2 separate regions of the Rattus norvegicus genome follow, and region 2 is linked to region 1. The links are chromatin contacts, called in public Hi-C maps. All regions are on one chromosome and are shown on one strand. The core of a region is the stretch at or near the end of the contact, and the rest is flanking DNA. Distances in the headings are between cores, read along the strand shown.

The links. Hi-C and Micro-C count contacts between places; a contact is called where the count stands out from the background.
Region 2: a Hi-C map of kidney shows a contact between it and region 1, with 3 times the contacts expected there. The contact joins the promoter of Fam43a here to the enhancer-like site in region 1. A contact is called at or near these places in 7 of 12 Hi-C or Micro-C datasets (the A7r5 cell line, the Rat2 cell line, Schwann cells and 4 more).

The regions. Positions count from the first base shown.
Region 1 is chr11:83,572,593-83,577,746 of GRCr8, reverse strand. LOC102549085 (a long non-coding RNA gene) reads left to right here. Exons shown (of 3, transcript XR_010056320.1): 3 at 1-1,436. Among named protein-coding and RNA genes, the nearest start is that of Fam43a, 61 kb to the left of the region's middle. Within about 2 kb of position 2,931, at least 9 of the 93 cell types and tissues checked have an H3K27ac peak or open chromatin away from gene starts, as enhancers often do. A contact at or near this core is called in kidney, where this site is marked.
Region 2 is chr11:83,633,956-83,639,109 of GRCr8, reverse strand. Fam43a (family with sequence similarity 43, member A) reads left to right here and starts at 2,797. Exons shown (of 1, transcript NM_001039002.2): 1 at 2,797-5,154. The coding sequence starts at 3,701. The coding sequence ends at 4,993.

The DNA.
Region 1 (5,154 bases), core at 1,682-4,181:
CCTCCTAATAGTGCCTACCGGGACCATCTTCTTTCAAACCACTACTATGTGAGTCCCAAGACTAGAACAAACATTTTCCTCTCTCGTAATATTTCCCCCCTTAGAACCCAGTCCCTGTTCTGTGAAAAATCCTTGAGCAGCCCGTGTGGAGAGAGCTCATGAACATGTCATGCATAGATGTTCTGGTAATATGCTGTCTGAAGACCCTGCTCACAGCCGACGTGAGTCACGAGACATAAGTGAAGACAACCCTAGATATTTCTAGTCCCCAGTCTTCATGCCTTCCGAGATGATGCCTAAGCTGGGGGGAAGCAGAGACAAACCACCTATGCGAAGCTGTCTAAATCCTCAACACTGAGAACTTACAAAGCAACAGTTGTTTCATGCCACCCCCAAATAACCGTGTCCTGGGGCCATTCTGTAGCACATCAAGGGTAGCTGGAAGAAGCTCTTCACCTGGCAGCCCTTTGAAGGGTGGAACAGAGATGTGCTCGGTGACAGGGAGCCCAAGGCACAAGGCACTCACAGCACCTTGTCTCTGTGGTAGTTGTATGAGGCCACAGGCAAGCCAGAGACCACCCTTTCCCTCTTACCTGATACTTCCTGAGCTGTTCCTGCCTAATCACCCCCTCAGGCTGGAGAAGCACTGTTCATAATGCTATCCTAGTCTGTTACACGGACCCTACATAGTCTAGAACATTCCATTTACATTCTCCTCGTGAATGCTGGCCATCATTTGGGTCTTTAGTTGGGATGCTGCAAAGAAACGTCCCCCAAACCCCTGTGTATCTCTCCATATTAGCAATAATAAATAAAAAGCCAATAAATTAGAAATGTACTCTAAGTCCAACAGCCAATGGGAGAATATACATCTGAGGGGAAGAAGCTGTATGTGTGTGTGTGTCTGGGGTGGGGGAAGGAGGAGGAGGAAAGTGGGCATTAAGAGTGGGTAACTTTCCCTCCTATTTCAGCTTCAAACATTCGGAACTTCTTTAGGAGTCCTTCACAGGACGATCCTGGCAGCATACTCTCTGCAAAGACCTCCTGCCAGAAGGTTGACATTTGGGACCAAGGTGACCAGGGACAGGGCCGTCAGCTGACTGAGCATCTGCTGTGGAAATCACCACACTGGCTCAAGCTGTGTGTAGACCCAGCTAGGTCCTTTGAGATGGCAGTGTAACCAAGATGGCAGACAGAAGTGAGGGATGTAGACCTTACAGCCGTGCCTGGTAGGAGACAGAAGGCTAGGGGCAGTCTCTACCAGCCCTACCCTTCAGGTCATCGAGTGTTGGATGGTCTGCCACGTGCTGCTGCTGACAAGAGCCGAGTGTGTAAAACCCAGCCCTGACAGGAGCTCGTGCTCATGTCTTGGAAATGTACAAAACTCTCTTTGGCTCTCACTGCTTGTCTGTGAAAACCAGGTACATTTGAGAACATTTAGTATTGTGGACACATGGGCATTCAGAGCATTTTGGCTGAGACTGAATGTTCCCAGCCATGCTTCTTGGATCCTGACTTAATGGGCCCCCATTTCTCAGCAGCGTGAGAAATGGGTTACTAGAGTAGCAGGACGCTGGGGAATGACTAGAACAACATGAACGAGCCTGACTGGACACACTGAAGAAAAAAAAAGCTAACAAACGAGCTTCCAGCGTTATAAGATGAATAAGCCAAAGGGACCTGAATTCCGAGGGTGTTAGAACATTTGCGGCGGCTGGAAATACTTAACTGGGGAGGGATTAGCGACCGTAGCTAATTTATAAAGCAGAGATTCCTTTCTACGGTCTGCTTGTTCTTGGCTGCTCAGATCACCTGATCTCCCTCTGAGGTAGCTTCTTCTGTGATGAGCATCTGCCAGGGGAACAGGATGACCCACGGGCACAGGAGGTTCCCCTCGAGAAAAGGAGAAGGGGCATTCTGTGGGATGGAGGAGTCAGGGTGGTGTGTTTGGGACCCGTGGCCAGATAAGGGACTTACAGCCTTGGCTTTGTCACAGTTTCAGTAACATGAGGGCTGGTCTATGCAGTCCCCTGTGTTTTTCCCATCCCTTTGTCCCACAGCAGGAAGTCTGACGGAGATGAAGATGTCAAGAAATCCCTTGCTTCCCACGGATCCCAGTGCCTTGATGCGGAACAGAGCGACTCAGCCTTCTGGAGCCAGAGTTCCAAAGTCAGCTCAGAGGCACCCGGGGAAACAATTAGCCTCAGCCCCACCTTCTCCCAATTGGCCCTGATTTTACAGCCACTAATAAGGCTGCTCGAGTTCCTAGTCGCCTGGGAAAGGAAGCAACAGAAGTGTTTTCCACAAGGTGATTTGAACTAAGTCTCACAGCAAAGCCGAGATAACCGCGCAGAAGCCAGCCAGGCCAAGATGCCGTCGGAGGTTCTCGATCTGCGCTCATCACCCAACAGGAGGATGCCTGTTCCAACCCAGTGTCTAGAGTCTGCCGTGCGTGCACAGACTGAAGACAGTCAGCTCTGCCGGGGACCTTGCCTGGAGGAGTGGCTCCTGGCCCCTGCCCCTTATGGGGAGGAATGAACTGTGTGACCTGGTCCTCTGTCCCAGGCTGTGATCTTTGTGGTGCCAATGGTGAGCCCGGCGCTGAGACGACATTAGGGTGTTCCAGCCACTTGGCCACACTTTGAAAGAACTTTATTTTTCTGCCCTCTCTGGCAGATTCTGGCTGCTGCAGACTCCCTACCCCAGCCTGTAGCTTTGGGTCCAGCTGGGTCAGTTTTACAGCCAGCAGAGGGATCTGTTATGACCGGGCACCAACAACTGAAGGTCGTTGGTCTTTTTATGTAGAGCCAAATGCAAACTGTTTTCTTGTCCTTTTTTTTTTTTCTCTTTCCTTTTTGTCTTTAGAGTGATGTGTGTTAGATCCAGTCCGGTGCTCTCATCTCACAGGACTGGAACGGGTCAGATGGACTTGCTCAGGGTGACTGAGCAGGCAGAAGGGCACCCAGAAGAATCCAGAGCTCTGAGTCCCAGGCTATTCATCCATGGTGACAGCCGAAGCTAAAAGTTCAAGCCCTTGCAGGGCTGCTTGTCCCCAGCCGATGGCAGACATCAGATGCTCTGCAGGGAAGCAGTGGCCTCCTCCTGTTGCTCTGCAGGATGCTAGACCAGGACCAGGGCTCTCTGGGCACCCTGCTCTGGGCTTTCATCCTGGCTTTGCTGCTGCTTTGCTCTGCCAACGAGAACAGGTCCCTGTCACTTAGTTACCGACTTTAGGAGAAAGAAACATGGGCAGTGAGACTAAAGCACCCTTCCCTTCCCTTCCCTTCGGGATAGTCTACAGGGGGATTATCCCAGTAGAACAGTCCAAAAGATCCCTGCCCTGAACCTCATCTTCACCATCCTCGGGTCCTAGGGTCCGTGTCTACAAAGACTTCCTGGGAAAACAAAACCAGCAAGAACAACCAATCTGGGGAGTGCTCTGCAGAAACAGCAAAACAATAACAACAACAACAACAAAAACCCCCTTCAAACGACATTTATTTAAAAATTACAAAGTATGGGCTGGGGATTTAGCTCAGCGGTAGAGCGCTTGCCTAGCAAGCACAAGGCCCTGGGTTCGGTCCTCAGCTCCGGAAAAAAAAAATTATAAAGTATGTCCTTGGTTGTAAAAAAAAGATCTCTCTCTCTCTCTCTCTCTCTCTCTCTCTCTCTCTCTCTCTCTCTCTCTCGTCTCTCTGTCTCTCTGTCTCTCTCTTTCCCTCTCTGGGAGTGGTAGAATAAGCCTGAAATCCCAGCTACTCAGGAGGATTGCAAGTTGAAAACCAGCCTGAGGAACTCATTGAGACCCTGTCTCAGAGTAACAGAAGCAGAAGGAAATGCTGTACATCAGCAGACTGGAGCTTCTACACTTGCCTGCCCCGAACTTTATCCCCAGCACAAGAAAAAGAAAATGCTTTAACCTCCTAACAGTGAAACTTGTCTTTTTATCTGTTTCCAAAACTTTTACATTCTCCCTCCTACCCCTTCTTCCTTTTACCTTATATACACAGATAAAAGTTTTAAAAAAAGGTTTATTTGTGTTATTTATTAGAGTACACCGTAGCTGTTTTTAGACACACCAGAAGAGGACATCGGATCCCATTACAGACAGCTGTGAGCCACTAGGTGGTTGATGGGATTTGAACTCAGGACCTCTGGAAGAGCAGTCCAAAGTGCTCTTAACCGCTGAGCCATCTATCCAGCCCCATATACAATTTTTAAAGCAGGAAAAAAATTTTAAAAAACCTTCAAGCCTAAAATTTAAAAATAAATAAAAAAGAAAGAAACCTTTCTAAACCCAGAATGTTTTGTGCTCTTTTAAGAACTTCTCCAGCATCTGCTGTCTGATAAGTTCTTATTACAACCCCCCAGAATGGCTACTGGATTTGGACTCTATTCACGTGGGGATACAGAGTTGATTGAGTAGAAAGCTAAGTTGAGAGCCCAGTCATGAACCAGGCTTCTGGCTTCATCCATCAATGGCCTGTTCCCAAGAGCCACATGGACAACAGCAACCAAGGATGATGAAGTAGAAGAGGGCTAGACTCTGGCCTCATCCAGAGAGGTCCCTGATGACTGGACCAGGGCTTTGTAAAGCAGGACTTGTCTCTTGAGCTCCCAAGTAAGATCTGAGTGGACTCATTTGAGAGGTGTGGAGGGTAGGAGGAGGGTCAAGGTACCAGGAGCAGATGGGACATCACGTTCCCCACTGAAGAGCCACAGTTGGGAAACCAGAGACTTTCCCTAGTGTAGGCTCTCTCTGCCAGGGCTGTGTGCCACAAGAATCAGAGGGTATCTGTTGTGGAAATGATTTAATCCTGACCCAGGGTTTCTATACTGTCTTAGATCAATTAGTTCCTGGATAAAAAACACACACAACCTTCATATTCACAATAAGCCTTAAACAGCACAAGAGTTGGACAGCTGCCCACCCTCTATGCTATTAGAATCGACTTTCCTCTTGATAACCCTGAGTTATTACTTAACTGTGTTTCATCTGTGCTGCTCTTAACTCCAATTGGCCAGCCCTCAGGGCCGTGTTCTCCTGACTACTAACCCATGGCAGCTTATCAACTTCCTCTTCTTCCTTCTCCTCTTCTTCCTCCTCACCTTCTTTTTTCTCCTTGTGGTCCTCCTCTGACCCCAAGTCCGGGA
Region 2 (5,154 bases), core at 1,548-4,047, 61 kb before region 1:
GGATGCTCAGTGTTCAAGGCTATCCCGGAGAAACACCTTCCGGCTTTGAAAGCGCCGCTTTCACTCCTAATACTGCCTCCTGTTCACCAGGGACTTCACACTATGGGGCATTTTATTCCTTGGGTATGACTCCTAAGAAAGCAAACACCCCCAGCCACAATGCTCGGTCTCCAGCAACGTCATCCCCACAGCAGACTCTCAACAAATGTTTTCCAAAGGACTAGAAAGTTCCAGACTCACCACTGTCACCTTGAAGTCCATGTCCAGTTAGTGGGACATCAGGGGAGGAGGAGCACTATGCAAAACACACAGTGACAGAAAGCCAGTCCAAAAGCCCTCGAGGAGGCTGGTTCTCAGGCGCCAAATGAGAGGCTGGCATTCGGGCCGGCGGTGTTTCTTTTCAGCTGTGACTTGTACTGATCACTGGCTTGTCCAGTTTTTTGAGAAACAACCTCACCAAGTGGCACTTTCGTCTGCCACCAGTAGATGGAGTAGTGTCATCAAAAGTACAGCCACAGCGTCTAACCAGTTTCTCAATGGTCTCTGCTGAGACGTTCTCTCTCTGAACTGCCCGTCGCCAGCTCCTCCTTCCCACGAGGAACTGCGACCTCAGAGTTCGGCAAGGGTGGCCAGGTTCTCCAGAAGGCAAGGTAGATAGACCCCAAGGTCCAGGCCTGGAAGAGATAGCAAGTTTTCCTTCCTGGGTTTAGAGCACAAGCCCAGGACATGACTCACATATGGGGTGTTCCCATTCACCTAGAACCTTTCAGTTCTTCCAAGACTGAAACAAGCTCATTAAACAGGTAGTTAGGCGTGACACAGCCTGTACATCTGAGACTCGTATTCCCGCTGCCACCGAAGAGCTGTGGTTGATGGCTTCTTCATCGCTGTTTCTCTCTGGTTTCTCTGTCACTGGGTGTAGTCCATGATCATGCCTCCAGTGGAGGTGAGACCAGCTTTCATCCTCTTCTTGCTCCCCAAAGCCCTTTGGAGCCCTCAGACATCCTGGCCACTTAGATATGTTAACTTCTTGAATATGGGATCTACTTAGAACTTAGAGTTTGAGATTATGGAGTGGGAAAGGATGACTCAGCCGAGGCTGAGCTGGTAGGCTTCCCCCAGAATATTTTGTCCTTTAGATGGCAAGTTGTCATTATTGGCATTGCACCATAATTTATATTGTGTGCACACACTAATAAGCACAACATTGCAGTCCCTTTGGCAGAAAAGAAACATCAGTGTTAGCATGATGGATTACTGTAATTCTGGTTTGTTCCATCATGGTGCCTGGTACCCCCCTGCCCCCAACTAACCCAACCACACAGCTGGCAAGTAGGCCACTAGGACCCTAGTTTACAGCCAGTCAGGAAAAGACCACTCCTTCCTTCAGAGAGTGAGAGGGATTTAAATCCATTATAGGACACTTTTTTGATGGGGAAATATTTCTTATTTTTTGTCACTTACTCTGTCCCATCTTAGACAAGTGTCTATATATATTTTTTTAAAGGTTTATTTATTTTATTTATACAAGTACACTGTCCCTCTCTTCCGACACACCAGAAGAAGGCACTGGGTCCCATTATAGATGGCTCTTAACCACTGAGCCATCTCTCCAGCCCAGGAGTCTACATTTTAACCCTGGAATTTCATCATCTTCTACTCTCATAAACCCTCCAATCCTCCTCCTGTTGGGAGAAGTCATCTGTCAAACATCACCCGCTCCCTGAATCCTTTTTAATTTTCTTAGTCACAGTGAACTCTCTTCTCTCTTCTCCCAGATTCTCATAGGACTTTGAGGTTTTGTTTTTTATTTACTTTTTAAATTTTATTTCGTTTTATTTTTGGCTGAAGTTAACCCAGCCAAAAAAAAAATATTTCTGTTCACTCAAATGTCTCATCTATCAACTAGAAGTCATTTTGCTTTTACTGATTGGCCCCTGAGTGTCAAGAAGGTAGGCCTACATACAGCAGCACAGCCTTACCTAGAAACTTCTCATGTCTCAAAAAAGCGTCTTACTCTGAGGGTCTGTGGCAGGAGAGGGTGTTATTGGGACGGGGTGGAAACTGGAAGCAAGTAACTTAGGGATCATTCACTACTGTGTTCAATACTGTTCAAGGCAGTCATCTAAACCACGAGCTTTTCGCTACCTGCTGTTCACCGGCGGAGAAATGGCACCAAGAGAGTTAACAGATAAGTCTTTGACTCTCCTATATTTTCTTTTCTTTTCTCGTCTTTTCTTTTCTTTTCTTCTCTTTTCCTTTCTTTTCTTTCTTCCTTCCTTCCTTTCTTTTCTTTCTTTTGTATTTTGTTTAATAGATGATTATTGAAGAATAATAGTAAACAAACCTGCAAATTCTCTTGAAGTTGTCACAGAAGGAACAGAACTACAACAACGACGACGATGACGACAACAAAAATACAATTTCTCCCAGTCTTCAATCTCAACTTCCACCCCTCCTCCAGTAGTTTCGATCTAGACATACACACTTATTCAGCCAGTTGCAATTTAGCCTAGGGCGGAGTGTCCAAGTTTAAGTTCCTCTTGCTATCGGGTAACTCCGGGTCTTTTTGGTTTCTATAGCTAAAGGGGATGCTGGTAAATCTGGGACGTGGTTGCCTAAGTGGACTAGTCCTCCCCTCATTTGACCAGTGCCTGCAACCTGGTCCCTTTAAGAGACCAGAATTGCGTCCGGCGTCGCAGCCCTAAAGGGATCCTCTCCTGTGCTCCTCCCCTGTCCGCGCGGTGAATGGTTCGCGCCGGCCTATATTAACCCGAGATCTTCCTCTCGGACAGCAATGATGTGAGGCGAGCGAGTCGGCTACCGCGCGCACGACCACAGAGGGCGCGCTGCAGATCGCGGAGAACCCCGAAGCGGAGCCGGACACCCCCGGAGGGAAGCAATGAGGTAGCGGCAGTCCCCGGAGCGGACGATGTGCGCGTCCTGCCCTCGGAACCCCGCGCTACCCTGGCCGAGCCGGCGGAGCGCGAGTCTCCGGCGTCCCCTCGGATCGAGGATGCAGTGAGCTGCGGGACTGCTGTGCTTGGCCCGCCGCGGCCAGCCAGACCTCTCGGACCGCACTTGGGGCAAGCTGCTCATTCCCGGACCAGCCCAGCCAAGGGGCTCGCCCTCTCCGGCACCCACTGGGGGTGGGGAGCACCGGCCCCTGGGCGCACTGCTGTAGTTTCCGCGGCTCCTGGCCCTGGCCCAAGACTTGTGTGTGTGTCACGTTCGCTGAAGAAGAGTTCCAGCTTATTCTCTCACCATCCCGGTTGTTTTGGCCGAGCCCTCCCCCTCTATTTATTTGCACGCACTCATTTGGTCTTTTTCTAACATATTTTCCGTTCTGCTCTCTTATTTCGTTGCTTGTATGAGACTTTTGTCCTAGTCTTCCTCATCTAAGCTTCTGTAATATTTTCTCTCACTCCCCCTCCCCTTGTGTGTATACGCCTCTCTTTTGCACACTCGAAGCTGAATATTTTTTTTTCTTTCTTTCTAAGATTGTACCCCAGCCCCTGCGGGGTTCCCAAGCACTATCTGGCCTCTCCTGCCTCCATCTTCCTGTCCTGGAGGTCCTCCCAGCTCGAGTTTTATTTTTCGAGCTTGCCCGGGCAAAGCGACGCCTGGGTTGGTGGCCCTGCGGGGCTCGTACCCCGCGCTCGGCCACCGCCGCCCAGCCACTCCCGGACGTCCTCCGGAGATGCTGCCGTGGAAGAAGCACAAGTTCGAGCTGCTGGCCGAGGCGCCGCCGCGGCAGGCGTCCAAGCCTAAGGGCTACGCTGTGAGCCTGCACTACTCCGCGCTCAGCTCCCTGGCGAGAGCCTGCCCGGAAGGCGCGCTCAGCCGGGTGGGCAGCATGTTCCGCTCCAAGCGCAAGAAGCTGCACATCACCAGCGAGGACCCCACTTACACTGTGCTCTACCTGGGGAATGCCACCACCATCCAGGCTCGCGGGGACGGTTGTACTGACCTAGCGGTGGGCAAGATCTGGAGCAAGAGTGAGGCCGGCCGTCAAGGGACTAAGATGAAGCTGACCGTGAGTGCGCAAGGCATCCGCATGGTGCATGCCGAGGAACGAGCGCTGCGACGTCCCGGACACCTCTACCTGCTGCACCGCGTCACCTACTGTGTGGCAGACGCGCGGTTGCCCAAAGTCTTCGCCTGGGTGTACCGGCATGAGCTGAAGCACAAGGCGGTAATGCTACGCTGCCACGCGGTGCTGGTGTCCAAGCCGGAGAAGGCTCAGGCCATGGCCCTGCTGCTCTACCAGACGTCAGCCAACGCTCTGGCAGAGTTTAAACGTCTCAAGCGGCGGGATGATGCACGTCACCAGCAGCAGGAGTTGGTGGGCGCACACACCATCCCCTTAGTGCCGCTGCGCAAGCTGCTCTTGCACGGACCTTGCTGCTACAAGCCGCCAGTGGAGCGTAGCCGCAGCGCTCCCAAGCTGGGCTCCATCACCGAGGACCTGCTTGGGGAACAGCAGGAGGAGGAGCTGCAGGAAGAAGAAGAAGAGGAGCACCTCGAGGGCTGCCTGGAGGAGGAGGAGGAGGAGGAGGAAGAAGAAGAGGACCGCGTGGGGGATGGGGATCCAGCAGAGGAAGAGGCTGAGACGCAGAGGGCGCTGGTGGTGGCCATGCAGTTGGAATGTGAGGACTTGCTGGACCCGCTGGAAAATGGCCACGAGGAGGCGTTGGGGGACGGTGGGGTCTCTCTGGGCCCCAGCTCCGGGACACCACTTCCTCTGTCAGGCTGTGCTTCAGACATGAAGGCCCAACTGTCACAGCTTATTAGTGACCTGGGTGACCTTAGCTTTGGCAATGACGTGAGCACCCTGGAGTCCGACTTAAGGGTGACACGCCTGTTGTCGGGCGAGAGCACAGGCAGCGAGAGCTCCATCGAGGGTGGAGGCCTGGACGCCACCTCGGCCAGCCCTGGCAACCCATCCGGCCCTGCTGACAGCACCAGCCTAGATGAGCCCTACTCAAGCTAAGCTACCAGAAGACTTCTCCGTGCGCTCACTCCCCCCAGCCCTCCACATACACACAGTGGTTCCCCAACAGTAGTTCTATTCCCCTTAAACTCCAGGAAAGGGAAAATGATGCACTTGAGGCCCTGGGTTTGGAGTTTCCTGGAGAGCTATTCTCTCTCCAG